Regions from separate parts of the Rattus norvegicus genome. Here region 1 is linked to region 2. The links are chromatin contacts, called in public Hi-C maps. All regions are on one chromosome and are shown on one strand. The core of a region is the stretch at or near the end of the contact, and the rest is flanking DNA. Distances in the headings are between cores, read along the strand shown.

Region 1 (4,182 bases), core at 798-3,297, 570 kb after region 2:
TGTCGCCCATTGGTCTGGTCCAGCACTATGTAGGTCGTCGTCAAGGCTGTCTAGCAAGACTCACGGTCCTATACATAGGAACGATCCTGGAAAATAATGTCGCCTAGATTCTACAACCCTAAGACCTTTTCCTGAGCAGGTGAGCCCTGGCTTCTTGAGACAGATTTAACCAGAAACGGAATCAGGCAGGGGGAACGCATTCGAAGGCCTGAGCTGATCCTATTGTGCCTCCTCTGTCCAGGCTCACCTAAAACCAACCTCCAGCACCAGGCAAGGAGGGCCAGGAAATGATAGAGAAGCTGCCCGGATTCAATTTAGGAAGACTCCAGATGCTGACATCAAACTTTAGACCTGCTAGCTCCCCCAACTTCTGCTTGTGTTTCTTCCACTAATTTTTTGAGTTAGTACCTCCTGGAGCCTAAGGCCAGTTCGAAGGCGGGCGGAATGCAGCCAGAGGTGGGACATGGGTCAAAACTGGAGTCCAGGTCCAGGGCGAAAGAAATTCATTCCTTAACTGTATTTATAGCAGAGTTGGGCCAGCCCAGTATCCTCAGACCCCTCCAAGCTGGCAGAATTCCGATTTGATTCTTAGATCAATTGGAGGCCCAGGGGTGGTGTTTCTGCCTGTAAGACTCTTCCCTCTACTAAAGAATCGCAGCCCGGGAGTTGTCCAGGCCGCAGGCCCACAGCAGGCCTGGCCCACGCGTGGGTCACCGCTGCAGCCTAAGTCGCTTATCTGGGAGCTACAGCTATTCCGGGATTTCAGTGTGGCCTTCCCCTGCACACCCTAATCCGTGAAGGTGGGCACTTGGACATTGCAAGTTAGATTTAGGAAATACCCTACCCTAAAACCAGTCTTGCTCCCCGCCCCCACAATGCACACCCTCTAGGACTCTGGGGGATTCTCGCCCAAAGAAAACACTGGGTTTGGGGGACCAGAGAGCGGAAAGGGGATAGTGAAATGAATGGTCTCGATCGACCAAAAAAAAAAAAAAATCACACCAATATAGAAACTTCTCGAAGAGCTTTCGGAAAGTTCCCAGAGCCTCGGCAGTGAGGCTCTTTGCTCCTCTGCTCCTCCCCCGCCCCACAGTCAGGAGCTCCACCAACTCCTTGCTTGTTCGCGAGATCACCTAGGCGCCAAACTCACTATTTCTAAGTGAGGATTCTGACCGAGGTACCCCGGAGGTGTAAATGGAACAAACTGCAGGGTTTCCCCGCCCTCCCCCGACCCTGCACAGAATAGGTCTTTTAAAGCTCGGAACCTAAGCTCTCCCTACTCCCAGGCAGCGTGTTCTCTCTTTCAGTTGCAGGTTTAGGCTATGGAGAGCGTCCTAGGGGACCAGAGCTGAAAAGTGCAAAGAGAGCCACTCCCCGGGTGGGGGTGGGGGCTGCCTTGGTTTAGGGTCCCGTCCCATCCCGGAACTAAAGCTTCGAAGGGGGCTGAGAATTGAGAAGTTGGAAGACCGAAGGGGCTAGGTGACCCTGTACTAACCCGCCACTCGTGGTCTGGGCTCTCCCCTCCCAGTGAGGGCAGGAGGGGGCGGGAAGAGACTGAGTCCAGTCCCGCCCCGCCCCGCCCGGCGCTCTGAACTCGCGGGGGAGGGCCGCCTCGCCCAGAAGGCTCCCGGGTGATTGGCGACTCCAGGAGGAGACGCAAGGAAAAGTCGAATAAGAGGGCGCGACGTCAGACTCGAGATTTGGGGAAGGGTGAGGGAGGGGGTGGAAGGGCGGAGACAGACACACAGACACTGACGCGGACACACACCCCCCGCACAGCATTCTAAGTGTCTTCAACTTTAGATCGCCTTAGCCCAGGGTGCGGAGACCGGGGAAGGGGGGAAAAGAAAATGAGAGAGTAGATTTAAAAAGAGAGGAGTCAGACTAGGAAAAGTGAAGAGAGCAGAGAGGTGAGCAAAAGCAACCGTGAGAAAGGGAAAAAAGGAAAAAGAACCGCAGTTTCCCAGCGTCCAGAACTGCGAAGGAGCCTCGGGAGCGGAAGCGGCCAGGGGTGGGGTGAGGGGGACGCAGCTAGGGGAGGGGAGAGGACAGGACAGGAGGAGAGTGTAAACTAGAGGAGGGCGAAGGAAGCGAGGCGCGACACAGCTCCGGGAGAGGAGGGCAGAACTGAGCGCCTAGCGCAGAGCGGCTCGCCCGGCCTAGAGGAGGGAGTGCTGCGCAGAGAGGAGGGGCTTGAGGCCCCGTAGAAATGTCAATCAGAGCCGGGAGCCCAGGGAATCTCGGCCAATCTGTTCGGACCTGACCTGACTCCTCGCTGCCGCCGCCGCCACCGTCGCCCGCCGCCGAGCAGATCAATAGGCGAACGCGGAGCGCGACGCAGCGCGGCCCGGGCTCGGCCCAGCCCCCGATGCTCTCCGGAGCCGGCGTCCGGCGCTGAGCACGGCGGCCCGGGGGGCCCGGCCCCCAGTCCGTAGGTGCGCCGCGGGCCACCATGTCCTTCCCCCAGCTCGGATACCAGTACATCCGCCCGCTCTACCCACCCGAGCGCCCGCCAGCCGCGGGCGGCGGCGGAGGTGGCAGTAGCGCTGGGGGCCGGAGCGGTCCGGGTGCCGGAGCCTCCGAGTTGGCCGCCTCGGGGTCCCTATCCAATGTGCTTTCGTCCGTGTACGGGGCACCCTACGCCGCGGCCGCAGCAGCCGCCGCCGCCGCCCAGGGGTACGGCGCCTTCCTGCCCTACGCCACGGAGCTGCCCATCTTCCCACAGCTGGTAAGATCCGGAGAAACCCGGGAAAGAGGGGTTGGAGTTGGGGTGTGGGGCAAGGTGAGGGTGCAGAAGAAAGCCGGGGTCCGGGCGGGAGGATAGAGGTGGCGACGGCAGGAGCTCACTCGTGCTCCCCCCGCGCGTGTCCCCTTCCTTTTCCATGTGCGCACAGGGCGCTCAGTATGAGCTGAAGGACAGCCCTGGGGTCCAGCATCCGGCCACGGCCGCCGCGTTCCCGCACCCGCACCCCGCCTTCTACCCCTACGGCCAGTACCAGTTCGGGGACCCGTCCCGTCCCAAGAACGCCACCCGGGAAAGCACAAGCACGCTTAAGGCCTGGCTCAATGAACACCGCAAGAACCCGTACCCCACCAAGGGCGAGAAGATCATGTTGGCCATCATCACCAAAATGACCCTCACCCAGGTGTCCACCTGGTTCGCCAACGCGCGCCGGCGCCTCAAGAAGGAAAACAAGATGACGTGGGCTCCCCGTAGTCGCACGGACGAGGAGGGCAATGCTTATGGGAGCGAGCGGGAGGAGGAGGACGAAGAGGAAGACGAGGAAGAGGGCAAACGCGAGCTGGAGATGGAGGAGGAGGAGCTCGCAGGAGAGGAGGAGGACACGGGGGGCGAGGGCCTGGCCGACGACGACGAGGATGAGGAGATCGATTTGGAAAACTTAGACAGCGCGGCAGCCGGGTCGGAACTAACCCTGGCTGGGACGGCGCATAGGAACGGAGACTTCGGCCTAGGACCCATTTCAGACTGCAAAAATAGCGACTCGGACGACAGCTCCGAAAGCTTGGAGGAGCGACCACTGTCCGTCCTGAGCTTGGCTCCCGCGCCACCGCCCGTGGCCAGGGCTCCTGCGTCTCCACCTTCTCCACCCTCCGGCCTGGACCCCTGCGCTCCGGCACCGGCGCCCTCCTCCACCCTCCAGAAGCCCAAGATCTGGTCACTGGCCGAGACGGCCACTAGCCCGGACAACCCACGTCGATCGCCTCCCGGAGCCGGAGGTTCTCCTCCCGGGGCAGCCGTTGCGCCCCCGACGCTGCAGCTCTCGCCCGCGGCCGCCGCAGCGGCTGCTGCAGCACACAGACTGGTGTCGGCGCCGCTTGGCAAATTCCCCGCTTGGACCAACAGGCCTTTCCCAGGCCCGCCGGCCGGTCCGCGGCCGCACCCGCTGTCCATGCTAGGCTCGGCCCCACAGCACCTGCTGGGACTTCCCGGAGCCGCAGGCCACCCCGCTGCGGCCGCCGCCGCCTATGCTCGGCCTGCGGAGCCAGAGAGTGGAACAGGTGACAAGAAAAATGTAGGGCACAGTGGGAGGGTGTTGGTGGGGCTCTCGCCCAGGCTAAAGGGAAAGAATGGGACTTAGGGGGAACGCACGATGTTTCCCTCTTTGCTCCTATGCGGGTGCAGCGGCCCTGGAGGCCTGAAGCCTGCATTCTAAAGGCCTC
Region 2 (4,000 bases), core at 944-3,443:
TGAGTGGATGACCGAGGATCCGCCCGAGCCGGGGGGCAACTCTCCGGCTGATGGGTGCGGGCCGGGCGCCGGCGCACCCGCAGGGTAGTGAGGACCCGCATCCTCCGCCAGACGCGCAGTTGCGGGCCCAGCCGGGGAGGGCTCGCCTGCACGCGGGGGCCTGGGCAGGTCATCGTGGCGGCCTTCGGAGGGCGACTCTTTAAAATCCGAGTCGCTGAGGCTGCCTTCAGTTTCCTTGCCGGCGGGGCTGAGCGGCCCCTGCAGCCGTTCGCAGCCCGCAGCCGCCTTCTGCTCTGTTCCTCCTGTGGGCAAAACCCAGGCTGTCAGAGGAGTGGAGGCCACGCGGCCCGGCCCGGGTTCCTGCCAGCAGAGGCAGGGACCCGTGCGCGCCCCCTCCAGGCCCCCTTTGCCTTTCGAGTCCCTCTCAACACACCCTTTCCCGCATCCACCAACCTGCTTCGGGGCCCTCGAGGTCGCCCTTGTCCTCGGGCTTCTGTGGCTCGTCCTCGTCGTTCTTTTCCAGATCAATGTTCTCCTCCTCCTCCTCGTCCTCGCTGCGGTTCCGTGGCGTCCACGTCATCTTGTTCTCTTTCTTGAGGCGCCGGCGCGCGTTGGCGAACCAGGTGGACACCTGGGTGAGGGTCATTTTGGTGATGATGGCCAGCATGATCTTCTCGCCCTTAGTGGGATACGGGTTCTTTCGGTGCTCATTGAGCCAGGCCTTGAGAGTGGCAGTGGCGTCCCGAGTGGCGTTCTTCCGGTACGCGGGATCCCCATAAGGATAGGAGCCCAGAGGTGCGGCGTAAGGGTGATATCCCAAGGAACCCGCCATACCGGGAGTGTGGTCATAGGGAGAGCCCTGTGGGGGACAGGCAGAGATTAGGTGAGTGAGGGTATGGGCTACATGGCCACCTAAAAGGCTGAAACCCACTTGCCCTCTGTCCCTGGTTCTGCGTGCCAGCGCGGCCCGCACTCCAGCTTCCCCTGAGGCAGACAGAGCTAGCTAGTTAAAACACAAGACCACCTTCCCCCTCCTCCGAAGGCAGCAAGACCCCCAATTTCTAAATCTGGCCCTTGGGGACCCCAGAGGCTGTTCAGAACTTAACACACCACCTTGGAGGCCACTGTCTGCTGGGGAACCTCGGTGCCCAGGTCTCAGATCTGGCCTCTACGGAAGGGCCCACGGTTCTCTTAGAGGCCTGAGCAGCCTCAGCAGCGACTCAGAGCTCTGCTCCAGAGTGGCCGCATGTTGGGCTCAAGGGGTACAGCAAGGGAAGTAAAGGCTCTTTCTTTAATCTTCAAAGAAACCCTACAGACAAGCTGAGCCTCAGTAGCCTGCACACCGACGGTTCAAAAATGCTATCCCTAACCGAAGCCGTTGCGCTTTTCCAGAAAGCACACCCTGCCGTAAAAACCCGGATACACCGCACCTCGCTGGACGTTTCAGAAATTTAATACTTTCAAATCGGATTGCGAAGATAGGATTACGGATTTGCAACATTTTGGGGGATTAATTAAAGGCGGGGCCAAACACATTTACATAGATTTAGCATGCTGCTACTGTTCAGAATTCGGGTCTGCTTCTTTTGAACTACTTTTCCAACATGGCAAAACCAAAAGAAAGAAAGAGGAAGAAGAAGAAATTTGCGGTCTGTCCCAGAGCTCTGGGGCAAATGTTGTTCTTCATAGCAAAGACCAATCCCCCCTCCCCCGCGCCCCAAACCTTTCCCTTCAGCTCGGCGATCCCAGCAAGACGCGGCTTTCGCTAGAGTGATTCCGGAGCCCGCGGCTCGAGTAAAGCCGAACAAGACAATCGCTCAAGTTTGCAAGGGCCGCAAAGCTTGGCGGGTGAGGTGGCGCCTAGGCCCGTGTCCACCGCAGCCGGGCTCTGCAGGCCTGGCCCCGACTGCCCGCTTGCCAGCCCGCCTCGGACCCAGCTCACACTCACCACGTACGAGAAGGCGGCGGCGGCCGCAGCCGCGGGATCGGCACCGTACTGGAGGTGCGAGTTGTAGCCCGGCGAGGGAGCCGTGAAGGCAGTGGAGCCAGCGTAGGGCGAGAATGCGGAGCCCGAAGAAGAGCGGCCGAGCTCATCCGTGCGGGGCCCCGAAATGACGCTGGTGCTGTATGCGGGGCACGAGTAGAGCGCCAGCGAGGCGGACGGCTGGTACAAGTAGCCCTGCGGGTAGGACATGGCCACACACGGGCATGGGGCGCGCCGCGCCGCGGCGGCCAACGAGCCGGGCGGCGCCCTGAGAGGGCGAGCGAGTGGGCACCTGGCCTCTGGCTGCCCCGGGCCGCAGCTCTTCGAGTCTCGGCTCCCGGGCTCCGGCCCGCGGCGCCTCCTGGTTGGCTTCCCGCGCGCCTCCGGCTGCGACCGCCGCGCCCGCTCCTCTGCGCGCCCCGCTTGCCCGGGCTAGGCTTTCTCTCCCCCCACCCCCCCTCCCTCGCTCTTTGCACCGGGGGGCTCTGCTTTTGGCTTTGCAAAGGTCCTGCCAAGATGCTAAGTTGGAAATTGAGGATTCTGACGCCTTGTGCGCGCGCGAAGCTCCTCCTTCCCGGGGTGTAGTCGGTGGGGGGACTGGCAGGAGCCTCTGGCCGGCGGCAGCCAACCCGGCCGCCAGGCGCGTCTCGCCCTCTCCCTGTTCCTCCCCGGCTCCTCTCCCGCTCACTGGCGCTCCCCTCGCCCCTCCCTAGCGCCCGCCTCTCCACCGCCACCCCCCTCTCCTCCTCTGCCCGGCCTCCCCCTCCTCCCTCCCCGACTCTTCCTCTCCTTCTCTCTCAGACTCTCGAGCGCCGGCCCCAGGATGACAATCACAGCCCAAGCACGCCGATCGCTTCCAACTTTCTTCTCCTCTTTCTAACTCTGGGCGGAGCGGCAATCTCGACGCACCACTGGCCCTGGTCGTGGCTTGGGCCGCTCGGCAACACAAAGGGAAAGATGCGGAGGGCTGCGCTCGGGAGAACGCTCTGTGCCCTCCTCGCCAGTGAGAATAGCGAAGTTGGTGGACGTCTTGTTCTCCAGAAAACTGGGCTGGGAGGTGGTTCTTCTCCCTCCTGCCGGAGGTCTCTAGGTTGAGCTGGAGACCTGGAATTCAGGTCCCAGGGAGAGTCGATGGATGCCGCCTCCCGGGGCACAGCGAAGCCGGGGTGACCGCCTTTCTGCGCCAGCCGCTGCAGCAGGTGGGCAAGAGCCAGGCCTAAGCTGAAGGACCCAAGCCGGGCCTTCCATCCACCAGCCTAGAGGAGGCGAGAGAGGAGACTCTGGGGTCTCTGGCGGGGGTTGTGGCTTTTCTCTGGAGAGAGGAAAGCAGTGGGCAAGAATGCCCGACGGAGACGCTGTTCTACTCGAATAGGTCCCCCAGAAGCCCCCGGCCCCATTGCCATCCCACGTAGCGTTGCCTGCTTCTCATGGCTGGCCACGGGCACCTCGCCCTGTCAGATCTTTGGGGCCGGAGGGTGTGGGATCTCGTCCCTTTTGTTCCACTAAATCGCCTTCCCCCTCTCTCGCCTTCGCCCCAGTTCCACTGCAAACACTGGGCAGAACAGTGTCCAACCCAACCGCTGTTTGTTTAGCGAGGCGCTGGCCAGGCGAATACACATCACAGAGTCACAGGCAGAGTTCTCGGAACGCGCCCCCCCCCCCCGCGCGCAACCTCCCACGGCCACACAGTGAGAAGGCAAAACAGACCCTCGCCCCTGGTCTCCACCTCCCGCCGCCGCAAATTACAGACGCACTGAAGCTATGGGACAGACAGGGGCGCTGGTGAACCAGGACGGACGGCCGCAGAGTGCACACACCAAACATTTTGTGGCCTTTCACAACCTCGCCACGCTCAGGCCGGAGCGTAACTATATACAAATTTTCCTGCAATGATTCTCTCTGGCCCGCAAACAGTTTGATTAGCTAGGGCCGTGCCCCTCCCCCCCCCGCCCCCCCACTGACTGCACAGGGACCCTCACCGCGGCGCGCTTTTACGCACGCGCGCAGGCTGCCCCC

The links. A called contact is a pair of places that touch in the nucleus more often than the background predicts.
Region 1: a Hi-C map of liver shows a contact between it and region 2, with 8 times the contacts expected there. The contact joins the promoter of Irx3 here to the promoter of Irx5 in region 2. A contact is called at or near these places in 11 of 12 Hi-C or Micro-C datasets (the Rat2 cell line, Schwann cells, frontal cortex and 6 more) and 1 of 1 datasets of contacts at active chromatin or transcription factors (oligodendrocytes).

What each region holds. Positions count from the first base shown.
Region 1 is chr19:31,383,071-31,387,252 of GRCr8, forward strand. Irx3 (iroquois homeobox 3) reads left to right here and starts at 2,048. Exons shown (of 4, transcript NM_001395133.1): 1 at 2,048-2,728; 2 at 2,895-4,020. The coding sequence starts at 2,453.
Region 2 is chr19:30,812,637-30,816,636 of GRCr8, forward strand. Irx5 (iroquois homeobox 5) reads right to left here and starts at 2,194. Exons shown (of 3, transcript NM_001030044.1): 1 at 1,949-2,194; 2 at 454-859; 3 at 1-302. The coding sequence starts at 2,194.